2 separate regions of the Mus musculus genome follow, and region 2 is linked to region 1. Evidence: chromatin contacts called from public Hi-C data. All regions are on one chromosome and are shown on one strand. Each heading gives the region's core, a stretch centred on a gene start, on an enhancer-like site or on the middle of the called end of the contact. The rest is flanking DNA. Distances are from core to core; before and after follow the strand shown.

Region 1 (7,428 bases), core at 1,490-3,989:
TGATAGTCTTTCCTAAGTACTTAAGAAGTGTTAAATTTAGAAGACCAAATTGTGACTGAGTAGAAAGGAAAAAGCAAGGTGCTCTGAAAACAATGTATCTGTTCGTTGCATACTAACCTCACCATACCCTGCAAGTTCAAAAAGTGCCTCAGGGGACACTGTTCTCCTACTCTGCTCATCTCCTTCCAACAAACAATACAGTGGAAAGATGAAAGATGGGCTGCCTGTCTTCCCAATTTACATCTGTTCATCCCCACTGAGGCTGCTCTCAGGCATGCTGCTCGCTGCACAGAGCCTGAGGACTTGGACAGGAACTGTCTGAGCAGGAGGGGCAGTCTGTCACAAAGTGGCCCACCAGATGGCTTAACCATACTAGTGCCCAAGGCAACCAAGAGTTGGAGCAGCTCCTGGAGTCAAGGGTGACAGGATTGCAGTTTGTGTCCTGTGTAAGGCAGCCAAGCTCTTCAGGGTAGATGAGAGGAATAGAAGGGTGATATACATGTTCTTAGTTTCTCAGGTAACTGCCAACACTTACACGAGGCTTTCAAAGCCCCACAAGGTTCTCTAAATGATGGTCTCACATGCTAGAAATTAGACCAAATTACCTTTGAATTCCAACTCTGCCATTGGCTAGCTATGGTCATGTGATTTTGCTCTTGAAGCCCCACTCAGTTTTGGCATTTATAAAGCAAAACTAGTAATAGTGGACTGGAGAGATGGCTCAGTGATTAAGAGCACTGACTTCTATTCCAGAGGTCCTGAGTTCAAATCCCAAAAACCACATGGTAGCTCACAACCATCCATAATGGGATCCGATGCCCTCTTCTTATATGTCTGAAGACAGCTACCATGTACTCATACACATAAAATAAATAAATAATTCCTTTTAAAAACTAGTAATAGTTATTTTGATGTTAATGTAAGTTATTATCATCTGATATTATCATTTAAATCCAAACAGAAAAGCCAGATATGGTAACTCACTCCTGCAGTCCCAGTTGTTCGGGGCAATTCAGAGAGGCAGAGCTCAAGGTCTTGGCTCTCCTGGGGTATTTGGCAAATTCAGGCTCAGGAAAACTAACAAATTCAGAGAACCTAATCCATAGTGGATCTCAGTAAGGCCTACTGAAGCATGGAGGACTTTATAAGGGACCAGATCCATCCTAACATTTCTTCACTCATTTACCCTCCACAGAAACCAATGAGTAGGTAATTTAAATGATAATAAGCACAAATAATATGTATAGCATGAATACAAACGATCTACAAACATTGCATAAAAGACAAAAAATTAAAGCCTCAGGATGCTAATTGCCTACTTCAGCCCCCTCAGCCAGTAAGTCCTGAGTCTGGATTCCTCTACCATCGTTTTGTCAGAAGCTTCCCTTTGGGCCATAGCAACTGGTAACACAAGTTTCCTGAGAGTATCGAACTCTGTTTAGTCCAATCAGATGATGTGTGGTATACATCCCCACTCTTCTTTTCCCTGGATAAAATGTAAAACATCCCCATATTACGCTGTGATCCAGGCTCAGGAAAGGAAACCCTGAGTGAAGAAAAGGCCAACTATCAGCTTTGAGAAGCTGGCAAGTTTTAGGGAAATGGAGAATCCAGTGAAGCCCACCAATGATTGCAGGTCCGAGGATGGAGAGGAAATCCCATCACTCTGAGCAGCATGGGCTCACTGGCTTACACAGTCTTTGGCCCAGAGTTTTAAGCTAGAGTTAAGTAGAGCTAGAGGCCAACTCAGGTAGGATGGACTGCTATGGACATTTCTCTTGGGTAAAAGTTTGGACCAGTGACCCAAACAAGAAGTATTGCTTCCTTGGGTGAGAGATCAGGGAATTCTCCAATAGCTTGTCCTCACTGGAGTGTAGTGAAGCCAAGAGCAACAACAGCACCCTCTTCTCCTCCTAGTTGTGGATATTATGGGATGACTTGGCCGGCTCTAGTAAACTCTGATCTGTTTCTATTATCTCATGCTTCTCTCTCAGCAGCCTACAGCTTTTGAACAGGAGAAAGTAGGTCTATTCATGACTCTCTCCTAAGAGCTAAGCACTGAGTGTTAGACTGGGCCCCATCATAGAGGCTGGGAGCAGAGTCTGTTGGAAGTGAAGACCAAGGGTCATGAAGCATCAAGCATGAGCCAGAACAAGTGAGATATACAGGGATTTCCTTCTCTGGCAACTTCCGTGTCACTAGCTTTCAAAGCATAGATATTCAGTACTCACAGCCTGATGTCTTTAAGCTCCAATTAAAGGCCTTGTCTCTGGGCTCTGCTGTGTCCTGGAAGAAATGTCACCAGACATCTAGAGAGCCAGGCCTGGCCCCTGCAGGGACCACCCAGTCCTGAAATGCCTTCCTCTTCCAGACAGAGCCAAAGCTGACCTGAGAGCTGAGTGTAGCTGTGGCTGTTGCTTAAAAGCTTTCCCTCATGCAATAACCTCTCATTATATTTTAATGTTGTTGTAACTTTATGGCTTAATCAGTATTTGCAATTTGTTAGTAGCCTGGGCGGCCATAAAATTGTTTTTCAGGTACTGAAACATCCCATCAAGGTTTGTAAAGCAGTGGTTCTTAGTTTATCACATCCATAAAATGCCCTGGCAATTTGACAGATATAATAACTTTTTTTATCAAGTGTCTAATTTGAGAGGAAATTAAGCCATATGTTACATGTGGCTCATGCTGGGCTTGGGAGCTGTTCAGCTGCCCAATCTCCTGGGGATGCCCCTCTCCTCGCCCATCTGTTCCCCTGAGCCAAGGGCCAGAGTCCTTTCTGCCCCGTGTATAAGAGCACTGTCACCTCCACAGACTGTCAGTGTCCTGTGTGGGTGCTGCTGAGGGGATGGCTTTGCACATCTATCTATCCTGAGACCCTCGCAGTAGCTGAGAAATCAGACCCCAGTGGAACAGTCAACCTACTACTTCTGCCTGTGACTCTTCCTGCCAGTGGGTGCCACCTAGGCCCTGCTCCCTAGGGGGCCCATGTAGGGAAGTAGTGAAGATAATTCTCTGCCCTTCACTTAACTCCATCTCCACTCTGCCCATCCATTTAATATCTCCTGCTATCCTCCACATTTTTCCAAGTCACAGGAAGAGAATAATTCTATCATGAAGAATCTCTTCATGATGATATGAGTATTCCCCCCTCCACACACACACACACACACACAATTTTCAAACATTTGTTTCTCTTGTCATGAGGAAATGTTGAGCTGAAGAACAATTGCAGTTGAGGATTATTGTCTTGGTTAGGGTTTTAGTGCTGCAAAGAGACACCGTGATCAAGGCAACTCTTATACATAATTTTTTTTAACTGGGTCTGGCTTATAGTTTCAGAGGTTCAGTCCATTATTATATGGCAGGAAGCAAGGCAGTATCCGGGTGGACACAGTGATGGAGCAGCCAAAAATTCTACATCTTGATCCAAAGGCAGCCAGGTAGGAGGGTCTTTTGCAGACAGCCAGTAGGAAGGTCCATTTCACACCAGGAAGGACTTGAGCATAATATCTCAAACCCCACCCCCACAGTGATGGACTTCTTCTAACAAGGCCACATCTCCTAATAGTGCCACTTCCCATGGGCCAAGCATATTCAAACCAACACAATTGTTATGTGTTTCCATACTTCCCTACTCCATCCAATCTCAAGTTATGGCTGTCCCATAAATGCCCATAACTAACCTCTTATGTCTAGAATTGGGTTAAGCTAATTCCTCCAGCTCAACTATGCACCACGTGAATGCAACTAGTGGAAAGTTGGTCACATTTGGCTTCTCAATAACTAACTTCCTCTCACTGGAACACTAGCCTTGGATAATCATGCTAGAAAATGGGACCTGGAACATTTATAACATCATTGCTACCACATGCTCAACATTTACTAGACAATCAACTACTATCATGTGGCATTCAGCATCTTAAATGTTCAGAGACAACAAGGGTAGGGTCTTTATCTCTCTGAAGAAACTGACCAGAAGAGCAAACTTTAGGACTATGACATTGCCATGAAAGAAGAGAAGAGGACCACACGTCAGACTGACCTGGGCAAGACACAATAGAGTTAACCCTTGGTGCAGGGGACAGATGGTGGGAGGGGCAAAAGTTTTTATATAGGAGGACCTGTCAGTCTTTGTATGGAAAACTCAGAGTAGGAGAAAATAGAACAAATAAAGTTTCAGTAAGCATGAATATGGTTCAAAGCTCTATGAGATACCTTGGCCAAGAGATACCTAGAAAGATGAACAAAGGCCAACCTCATGGTTATCTGGTCCCTGGTTAAGAAGACCAGGGTGCAAATTGTAGGTGACTGTCAAGAAAATGAGAGTTATGAGGTCACAATAGAAGTTTTGGTCTCAGTGACTTCAAAGTAGTAGACTATGATGGACACAGAGAGAACCAAGCTGTAGAGGACACTAGGCACATTTCTGCTGTTTAGAAGTCAATCCATTCCCTGTCCATCTTCCTCTTAGCACCCTGCTATCCCTCTGGAGTGAAACTACAATTTGTTGGTTTTGGAAGGAGAAGGTTGACGTTCTTCTCTGTTGCCGCTCTGCACAGATTCTTGACCTCATCTTTGGAATGCTAGAAACCGGCTCAGGCAAGCAAGAGACAATTTGGTACTTCCTCAGAAGGACTGAATGTGAGAGGACCACTGCATAACACACTATTTCCCAAGAAGGGTGACAACAGTATTTCCAATTGCCACATGCTTTCTAGAACCCTGCCACTTGATATCCTAACACAAGGCCAATAGTAACTGTGCATCGATGCAAAGCCCTTCTCATGGGGACTCTCTGAGTTCTGTCACTAATGGGGCTTATTTATCCTCAGAGCACCTCTGTGAGGCATTTACTGAAAAGGGGTAACCTGACTCACATAAACAATGTCAACATCAACATGAAGCCAGACTACCCTGTAACTCCAAAGCTCTGGATCAGGTGGAATAGAAGTCACCCATTGAAGTATAGGACAAGCATTCATGCTATGGTGGCATGACTCATACTCTCTCTGAATGTCCCTTCAGCTTGCTTGGACCTGTCGATGCTGTGGTGAGTCTGTGGTTATGGGGAATTAAGAAGTAAATCTACCAGACTGAGGTTAGGACATAATAACAGCTCCTTGGCTAGTCAGCCATTTCCTTTTATGCCAACAGGCACCAAATGGCCATTTGGGAAAACCCAGAGACATAGTCCACACATGTAATGGGTTACCAGCCTGGCCAACTCAGCTTTGAAACAGATTCCCACAATGAGCAATTGCAAATCGATAGAAAGAAAATCGCCTTTTGCCAGCCTCACACAGAGCCCCGGGAGAGCCAGGGCAGCATCTGTCATAAAAAGCCTTCTCCTGGCCAGAATGGGCTGGCTCAGAAGCTGCAAGTGAAAACAGAAGTTGAATAAGAGCTGTGTACTGTATTTGTTTAAATTTCATCCAGCAAATGCCTGTGACGCAGGAGACAGGTTTATGGAGAGAGAAATAAAATGCTGACAAATGGCCCTGTAATCAACTGGAACATGCAATAAATCATTAGAATGCCAATAACACTTCCAGGACAAGCTTACAAAGGTCATTACTGTGTCACAATACATCTTCCAGCACCAAACAAAGCAAACAGAACATGTTGGGAATGGGATTATGGGGGAAGCATCTGTCAGTCCTAATTAAGAATTAACTACAGATCGTATCTTGGGAGATGTATAATTTATTTTCCCTCTTCTTCCTCCCAACACACTCACAAGAAAAAAAAGAAAGAAAAATAAATCAATAAAAAATTTAACTCGTTCTAGAGCAGAGAAGATGTCAAACAAGAACACACTGAGCAGAGGCAGATGTGAGCTGAGATCTAGGAGAGTTAAACACGGGGCTAGCAGAGAGGCAAGGGCAGGCAGAGAAGGCTGGAGAGGCAGCCTGGGCTCCCGGAAACTGAGGCTTTCCCAATGCCCAACCCAAGCCATTCAGTGTTACACCGTGAAGAATGGCGGGGTTCTTTAATACTTCAGCAGCTAAGTAAGTTTCACTAGCTGAAAAGAGGCAACCAGAAGGTTAGAAGTTAAAACAAGGTGGCATCAAGTCCTTCTTGTCTGAATGTTCTGCGAAGACTGAGTTTGCCCGCGAGCACTAAACGCTCAATTCAGGGTGACTTAAAGAAGTGTTTATTTTCTCACATAACCGAAGTCAACTGATGGAGGTGCAGGCTCTGTCTGTTCTCAAAATGTCTGCCTTAGAATTATTTAGCTTTGGCTTTTTGTTCCCTCTTTTTCCTCCCATCCCCCCTGACAACACGGTCACAGGTGGCCCTTGCAGCTCCAGGTATCCTGTCCATGTTCCAGGAAAGAACGGAGTGGCAGGAAGTCTTTGAATTTCATAGTCCCTGCATTAGGAAAATCACTTTGCCCAAAGGCCCCAACAACCTTAAGCATCGTGTTTCAAGTGCCACCCCCCAATAAAATGCCTGAGAGAAGAGGATCAATCATCGTCTGATTTATGTTCGGGGTTCTGATCGTGAGGAGACTGTGTTATCAAGTAATGGGACTTGCCATGCAAGGAGTGTGGGCTAGGGGACAAACATGAACTTCCTGGGGTCCCCAGGAAGGTTCTTCTTTGTCCAAGGAGGAAGGCACTGGCCAACGACCCTTGGGAGGGTGGGGGGGGAGGCGCCTGCGCAGTAAGCACCAAGTGTGAGCTGCCACCAAAGCCCATTGTCCTCACCTCTTGCTCTGCTCTTTTATAAAGACAGTAAAGTTCCTGGTCTTTGTTCAGTCTTAAAGTAGTCGTGGGTATTCAGGGAAAAATCAGGTAGAGCATCTAAGAAGCCATCACAGGACAGATGCAAAGACGCCCACCCTTTTCCAAGAGGCTGCTGTCCACGATGACTTCAGAGAAGGCCCTTGGCTGTCTTTTATTCTTTATCCACAATTTGCCATCCTCCACCCAGATTATCTGTTCCTCTGTCTGTGCACATGTGTGTATATGTGTGCGTGTGCATGTGTGCGCGTGTGTGTTTATTTCTAATTACTCCTCCCCCGCAGCCACACACACACACACACACACACACACACACACACACACCCGTGAGCCAGGCTGATTTTACTGTGCAGGCGCATTTCCCTGGGGCTTATTCAGGGAGGTTCCCACAGGCTGCCTGCTTTTTATGTCCTGATGGTTGCTTTTAGCCTCATTGCTGGCATTGCTTTTGCAGCCGCGCTCGCTCGCTCTCTCTCTCACTCTTTCTGCCTTCCCTTCTCAGGTCTGTTTTCTGCTGGAGTTGCATTTCTCCCTTTATTTTATTTTATTTTATTTTATTTTTTTCTGCTGACAGAGACAAGAGCTCGTCCTAGTTCCCCACTTCAGGATTTGTTGCAAACTTCAAGGTACAGGTTTACGGCTGCCCGTGTCCCGGTTATAGCACAGCTCTTATGGGTCC
Region 2 (7,428 bases), core at 2,739-5,238, 90 kb after region 1:
CTTCAGTTGATTGTCTGGGCTCATCACATTCTGCCTGTCATTACAAGGTCAAGAAATGTAGCCACTAAGACACACAACTCTTCAAGGCCTTCTGGGTTCCGCAGCCCAAGCCCTGTCTTGGGGAAGCTGTCTTCCGCCTGTTTTTTTTTCCTTGTGCGCCCCTTTTTCTTTCTCCCCGCCCCTTCCCCCCTTTCACCAAACAGATGTAACTATTTATTCCTTATGTCCTAGTTTTCCTGTAATTTCATAAAGTGCAAATTTGCTGTCCTGCTCCCAAATGCCGAGTCGGTGGTTTGTCACAACAGTCATCAGTAACTGTCGCTTTCTGCCGCGGGCTTAATTAACCCACTCTCTCATTAGCATGTCCGTGCGCTTGTAAGGAATGAAAGCCTGATTATTTTCTACAACAGTCGCAGCCAATTACTGCATCCAAATGGAACCACATTAATCAAATCTTTAGTACGGTGGCAAATTCAGAGATATCAGATTGCAAAAGACTGCAAAACTAATATGTCACTGTCAGCGGGGCTGCGCAGGCATTTAGCAAACTGCATTAAATAGATGGCTTCGCTGAAGCCGCATGAATTTAATATGTGATGGGATCTGGAAGCTATTAGTGTGACATGGCAAAGTAGTGGGAGCTTTGGCAGCTCTGGACTTTATCCATGAACTCGGGAAACTAATATGAAAACTTGTGTGTGTGTATGTGTGTGTGTGTGTGTGTGTGTGTGTGTGTGCGCACATGCTCATAGTCCCAAGCTTCAGTGGGTGCACGCATGCGCTTCCTGGAGAGTGTTCAGCAAATAAGAACGAGATTTCATGGACGGTGGACTAGCAACCATTGTTTTATTTGCTCACACTGGGATCAAAACAGAAGTCTACACACAGAAGAGATGGCAGCAAGCATAGCCCTGATGAAGTGTTTTGAAATTCGTATGCAAAGTAGTCTCAGAGTCCCATGTTCATAGTTTTCTGTATCCCAGGTCTGGAAGACAGAGTTGGATGTGTGTGGGATCATGGGGCCTAGTGACTGGGGTCTGCCACTGACCATACTTGATTGTATCAAACTGAAGAAAGGTGATTTATGGATAGTCCCACTCTGACGATGCCCAGTGTGTTACTACTCAAGTCCCTTATGAACACGGCATAGTATCGAACACATTCCTCTGTAAACCATCTCTCCCTTAATTATAGTACCCCATGTGTAAATACTATGTAAGTAGTTTTTTATGCTGAACAACTTAGAGAATGATAGCAAGGTGAAAAGTCTAGCCACACCCCACACAGGCACAACCATCAAAGGTCTAGCGATATGTTTGATCCAAGATTTGTCAAATCCTTGAACGGCTGAAGCCATCTGTGTATGGTGCATAGGTGTCAATGGGCATAGTGGTTTTCTCAGGAAGCAAAACTTTTTCAAGTGCCTGCATCTCTACTACATGTCATCTTTCTCCCCACTAGACTTTCCAGTGATTGAGCTAAGGGAAGCATTCACCCACCAGCACACTGACACCGAAGACTGTGGAGTCCGTCAAACTATGATGTCCTCCTATAAAGGATGAGACCTGCCAAAAAACAAAACAAACAAACAAACAAAAAAGCAGAAATAGCTCCTAGACAGTAAAACCAGGATAGAAGGACAAGGCCGGCTTTCTAGATGGTCCTACAAGAAACACAATAGACTGGGGCCCTGTTTGTAACTGATAAGAAAAGTGACTCTCCTAGGATATACTTGTTTATTCAATAAGTATTCTTGATCATTGGTGAGCTCCACTCACTGGAAGAGCTGAGTCCCCTCCCTGGACTTGGACAGTCACAGCACTAAGCACAAAGGAGTTATGAACCTGTTTGCTGCCAGGGGTCCCACTACACAGATAAGGCAAAGCAAGTCTCTACTGTGCGGTAAGTTAAGGCCATCAGACATTGTCCATCTTCCTGGCACACTGGGTCTCCTGGTGATGGTTCCACTTAGGATTCTTTTGCTTTTGCATGATGTGAAAGTGATAACATTAAGTGGAAGGTGTATTCTGTTTTTTTGGGTATTTTTCCAAGCTACAGTGTTCAGTGAGATCCACGCTGGGTGGCTGCATATAGTGTAGCTCAGGGCAACCCTGTGATCATGGGGAACATTATGTATACTCTATACTCTACTGTACGGCTGCTCAGCTGGAATGGTTGGCAACTTAGGAGTTTCCAACCCATTTTTAATGTCTGATATTTCAATGGACATAGGGACCAACGTAAGTCAGAAATTGACTTTGTTCAAAGATAGATAAAATGTGGTATAAAAGGTGAGTGCCCATTATCTTAAAACTATTTGGAGAGGTTGGTAGTTGTTGCTTTTAAGTTCAAGAAGAAAGTATGGAGTTATAAAAGTATGTATATACCTGTTTGTGTACATGTGTGTATGTATGTATACATGTATGTGTATACATGTGTGCATGTGTGTGTGTGTGTTGCCCCTTTGCTCCCCATCACATGGGAACATGAGATTTCTAGGCAGAGATTTTGATCGAAGTGCTGGTCACCAATGAGTGGTTGCCAAAAAAGGCACTACTCACTTTTGCTAGACCTGCCTTGGTATAGCTCTAAATCTCCAAAGACTGTGAAGGTGACTTTAAGAGGTCAGACAAGGGCACAGGACAGATAGACAGAAAAACAGTTGACCTTAACAGCCTTTCTCCTGGCTCCCCTCCGCTAGAGAGTTCTGCCTCTGGGTCTCAGTGATGTGGGATTCCTGCAGAGAGGGAAAGCAGAGGAGGGAGGCAAATATGGGGAGCCCAGATAGTTCCCTGCTGCACAGGCAGTCACCAGGAGAGTGACAGCAGAGACAGATGAGCCCCAGCAGCTAGGGCCTGCTCTTACACAAAATTCCTTCATCAGCAACTCCCTGCAACCATCCGTTAATCTTCTGGTGAAGGTACATTTGTGTATTGCCTTCCCAGGTAACCTAATCTACCATCTCCTTTATGCATATGTGTGTCTGAGGTATTTTTTTAAGGGATGGCACCAGGGGTGGGGTACTCACCAAGAACCAATCTGCCCAACTGTGCATTGCTGCAGGATTTAAACCCAGAGACTGCATCAGAAAGACAACAACAGCATTGGCCAACCTGTACTCCCCGCTCCCTACCTATGGAAAAGTAGATCCTCAAATGGCCTAAAAATGATAGACAGATGGATAGATAGATAAAGTCTATTATTAGAAGTAATGTGTAACTAATTAAGACAAGCAGTTTTTCTACATCTGTGTGAGTTCTAAGATAACTTACCAAAAATCATTTTAGTTGCAGCAGAAATAGAACCAGAGAAACTGAGGTGAAAGACATCAATCTATTTATACTCTACCTCCAAATACAGCCCAGGGGATAGATGCATGTATGCATACATACATTCATGTGTATGCACACACACGCACACACACACACACACACATATCCCTGACTTAGAGCATTTGGAAGAGGTCTGATCCTTTTAATTCATTTCTTTAAAAAAACAAAAACTATTTGGTGATAATATTGTCTAATTTTGAAAACCTCTTTCTGCTCCCAGCCTACAAAGACAGATTTTTGAGCATGACTGAGACAGGCATATTGGCAAAAACATGAACACAGCGCACATGCACACAAACACAGACCTCCGCGCTCCCACTCAGCCGCCCACCCATCCTCACGTGTTCCATGTGCCCAAACAGAAACACAAAGACACAAACATTCTGACATCACTGGGAAGCCGGGCTGTGCTTCCTGCAGAGTTAACGGCTGTCTTCCCTGTGTTTCTGACGTTGGAAGTTTCCAGCCGCATTAAAACAATCTGTGCTCCTCTGGGCACAGGAAGCATTTCTGTAGACACTCGGTCTGACCAAGCTGGAAGCAAGTGTGGACGAGGACAGAGGACTCTGGGATGGGAAGAGTAGAGTGTACTCTTTGCCTGCCTCTTGTAGCCCAACTTCCCTTGCAGAACAAGCCTGGCCTGAGCCAACTCCTCCCCTTCTGGTCTGCTGGCTAACTACCAGGAGGTGTTGAGTAGTTCAGCACTGTGTTACAATCCATCTTCTCCTTCTCGCCGTGGTTTTTTGCCTCATAGCTGGTAAGAGGGCTCCCTACTTTGGGTGGATCCTATTGACTCTTGACTTGGACATGCAATCTGCTTTGATCTAGATTGGACAATTTGTTTCCACTTGTGATTTTTGTACTTTAGTCCACTGGTCCCAGGAGGAGACCCACAAAACCCGAAGTTGGGTCAGCTTACCCACAGCCCAAACCATCTGATTGATCTGCAAGGCAGTGAGAAGGGATGGTTGCTCTTTTCACTCATTATGGGTACTTGCTGTGGTACAGCACTTTGAGGACAATGGCTAACAGACTCAAGGACCCTCAGCCATCTCTTAAGACATACAACACAGGATTTTACCTTCCTATAGATGAGACAGCTTCAAAGAGTTCATTTTCCAGAAGTCTCGCAGTGGGGAAAAGAACAGTAGCAAGCAGACCCTGGATACCCAGAGAGAGAAGGGCCTGTGGTAAGGAAATCTTTCTTTCATACTTCTAGCTTCAATACTTCATACATGACTCACAGAGAGCCAGAATCTAGTTGTGTGACGTATCCCATCCCCCACGCATTCAGGGGCTTGGATTTTGTGTGTGTATACAGTGGACCCTGGTATATCTTCCTCCACATAGAGGACCCTAAATGCCTGTGTGTCCTTTGACTAGAAACTCTTGCCAATGGGTCCTATTGCACCAAGGCCACACCTGCCTGCCCCTCAACGTGACCCACCTAAGGGTTGAGACAGGGCAGAACCAAAAAGACAAAGGAGCTCAAGTCACAACCCCCAGTTTTTACTTGCTGTGAGTCCCCTGGCCAGTCCCTGCTCTGGTTTGTGTGGGGTTGCAATTAAGATTTCAAAATGATTTTATTGTAGAAGACCAGAGTGGGCACTCTACAACAGAGACAGGATTCCCAGGAAAGCAGACCAGAAGGTCCCTTCTACCTACATCTGATGAGCTAGAGAGCCTTTGATTGGAGGGGAAGGCACACAGGTAAGGGCGGGAGGCAATCTTCAGAGAAACCCAGGGCAGCTCTTCAGGACACCAGGGCTCCTAAGGTTATGCCTGGGTTCAATGTCTCAGTATTTTCAGCTCAGCTTCCACATATAAAAGGTCAAGGGGAAACCCATGCCAGGGATACCACACACCCCAAAAGCTCTCTCCTTCCTATTTTTTAAAGAGTAACAAAAATGGTCTCAAAAGAAAGGCAAGAGAGGAGTAAGGTGTGTAAGGGCAAGACAGACAGAGACCAATATGGGAGGAGATGAGCAGACGAAAGACGTGTCACTCAAACAAGACAATCACAGCTGGAGAAACCAGACTCTGCCACAGGAGGAGGAGACGGAAATGGCATGGGGTCCCTCAGAAGGGCTGTGATCTCACAACCATATAAACTGGATGCTTGAGACCCCTAACAAGCTAACACTTGAAGTCTCCAGTGTGGCTGTGTTAAGAGATGGTGTCTCTACAGAAGTAATTAAAGAAAAATGAGATTGTGAGAGTGAAGGCTGGTGTGAACATATTCGACGTCTCCTCAGAGACACCAGAGTGCTCTCTCGCTCTCCTATGTGGGTACACAACGATAAGGTAGCTGGAAGATGTCCCTCAAGAAAACAGATTTTTCCAGAGCCTTGCTCTTGTGCATCCAGGTTCCAAAACTATTAAGAAATTAATTTCTGTTAAATCGATGGCATCTTTGCCTTTTCTTTAAACCATCTCAAGACCTGGCTCCAAAGCATCTTGTGCCCTCTCTCTCTCTCCCTCCCTCCCTCTCTCTCTCTCTCTCTCTCTCTCTCTCTCTCTCTCTCTCTCTCTCTCTCTGTGTGTGTGTGTGTGTGTGTGTGTGTGTGTTTAAATGGAGTTACCCTAGTGCAGCCTATATAGCAAGCCAACTGGAGGAAGCTTCTTGAACAGTACCCACTTGGTTTCTCTCTGCTCCTCTCAGAAGCCACAGTGTCAGGTGTGGGATACTGCCCCTCAAGTCATTTGTCAGGGGCAACCCTGAGACCCGCCACAACAATACAGGCCATTTCCACTTTACTTTGTCACCTACCAGAACTTGATGGTAAGAGCCTCTTGCTGAAGTCACCACAGGCTTTGGTCACAGGACGTGAATGAGGAAACCAAGTTGGTACTGTGCAGAAAGCCCTTCTATCTCTTGGCTAGCTTTCATAGCACTAGAGGGTTCTATGCAGTCTGCTGATGGAAAAAGGGGCTCACCTCTTATCTGCTTATGAACCCTGTGAAGTAAAACAATAACGGGAATTTCCATAGAGTAGTAGCATGGATTTTATGGGTGTAACCAACCACTTTCTGGTTGAATTTAAGGCTTTATCCACCAAAAGAGATGCATACCTGGTATGGTACATCTGGCCAAGGACACATAATTGGGGGTCTCATAGGTCCCATGGGTAGACTCATAGCATCAGTCTGTTATTCTACTAAGTGGACATAGCATTAGACTGCCCTTGAAATTTGTGACTATACCAATAGGTTACTTTCGAGATCAGAGAAGTTTCCTTATGAAGTGGACAGTGGTCAACACAGAAACTTACAGCTGACCCAATTGCAGGGACTCCGTGAGTATGAGGATCAGTGTGGTGAACTCAGTCTGTATCACCCCCATAGATCCTGAAACAGAGCCTGTATCAAGGCTCTGGAGCCAGTTCAAAAGAGGAGTGGAAACGTGCAGAAGCCACGGGGTGGAGAACACTAGAAAGAGAGTTTTAGACCCAATACAACGTCTGCACTCATGAACTCAGGGCTGTTGTGGTTGCCTACACAAAGTCAAGCTAGTCAACATCCGAGCACAGAGGTAGGAAGGAGGGGTCTGTGAGGCCCCACCCAAAGCAGGTATTAACACTTGATGGCTTCTAGGAGAAGGAGAGCCAGTTTTCTTTCAGAGTGAGGCCCTGGTGGCTAGCCATGCTCCAGTGAATGGAAGACAGGAAGTCAGGAGAGGATAAGGGCCTGAGAAGGTGTATCTGGGAGGAGCTAGAGGAGGGCATGGGAAGATGATCAAAGAATATTGTATGGAATTGTCAAAGAATTAACAAAAATGATGTATTAAAAAATAACTGGTTCCTTCAGACATTTGAGTATCTTACATTGATGGGCCTTGAAGATCTCCTTCAGGTCCCCCAAGAACTACTTAGGGTGGCATTTCCCAACCTGTGGTTTGAGACCCTTTGGGGTCAGACAACCCTTCCACAGAGGTCTTATATCAGATACCCTGCATATCAGATATTTACATTGTTCATAACAATAGCAAAATGACAGTTACGAAGAAGCAAGGAAATAATTTTATGGTTGAAGGTCACAGAAATGTGAGGAACTGTAATAAAGGGTCGCAGCCTTAGGGACTTTCAGAAATGACAAG

Evidence for each region. Hi-C and Micro-C count contacts between places; a contact is called where the count stands out from the background.
Region 2: a contact with region 1 is called in a Hi-C map of cerebellar granule neurons, with 2.3 times the contacts expected there. The contact joins two enhancer-like sites. A contact is called at or near these places in 1 of 39 promoter capture datasets (the 3T3-L1 cell line), 3 of 484 Hi-C or Micro-C datasets (brain, cerebellar granule neurons and granulocyte-monocyte progenitors) and 1 of 115 datasets of contacts at active chromatin or transcription factors (embryonic stem cells).

Annotation. Positions count from the first base shown.
Region 1 is chr8:26,588,707-26,596,134 of GRCm38.p6, forward strand. No RefSeq gene overlaps it. Among named protein-coding and RNA genes, the nearest start is that of Gm39149, 13 kb to the left of the region's middle. Within about 2 kb of position 2,740, at least 6 of the 459 cell types and tissues checked have an H3K27ac peak or open chromatin away from gene starts, as enhancers often do. A contact at or near this core is called in cerebellar granule neurons, where this site is marked.
Region 2 is chr8:26,677,318-26,684,745 of GRCm38.p6, forward strand. The region is part of intron 2 of Gm32098 (a long non-coding RNA gene); the gene reads right to left. Among named protein-coding and RNA genes, the nearest start is that of Gm32098, 18 kb to the right of the region's middle. Within about 2 kb of position 3,989, at least 14 of the 459 cell types and tissues checked have an H3K27ac peak or open chromatin away from gene starts, as enhancers often do. A contact at or near this core is called in cerebellar granule neurons, where this site is marked.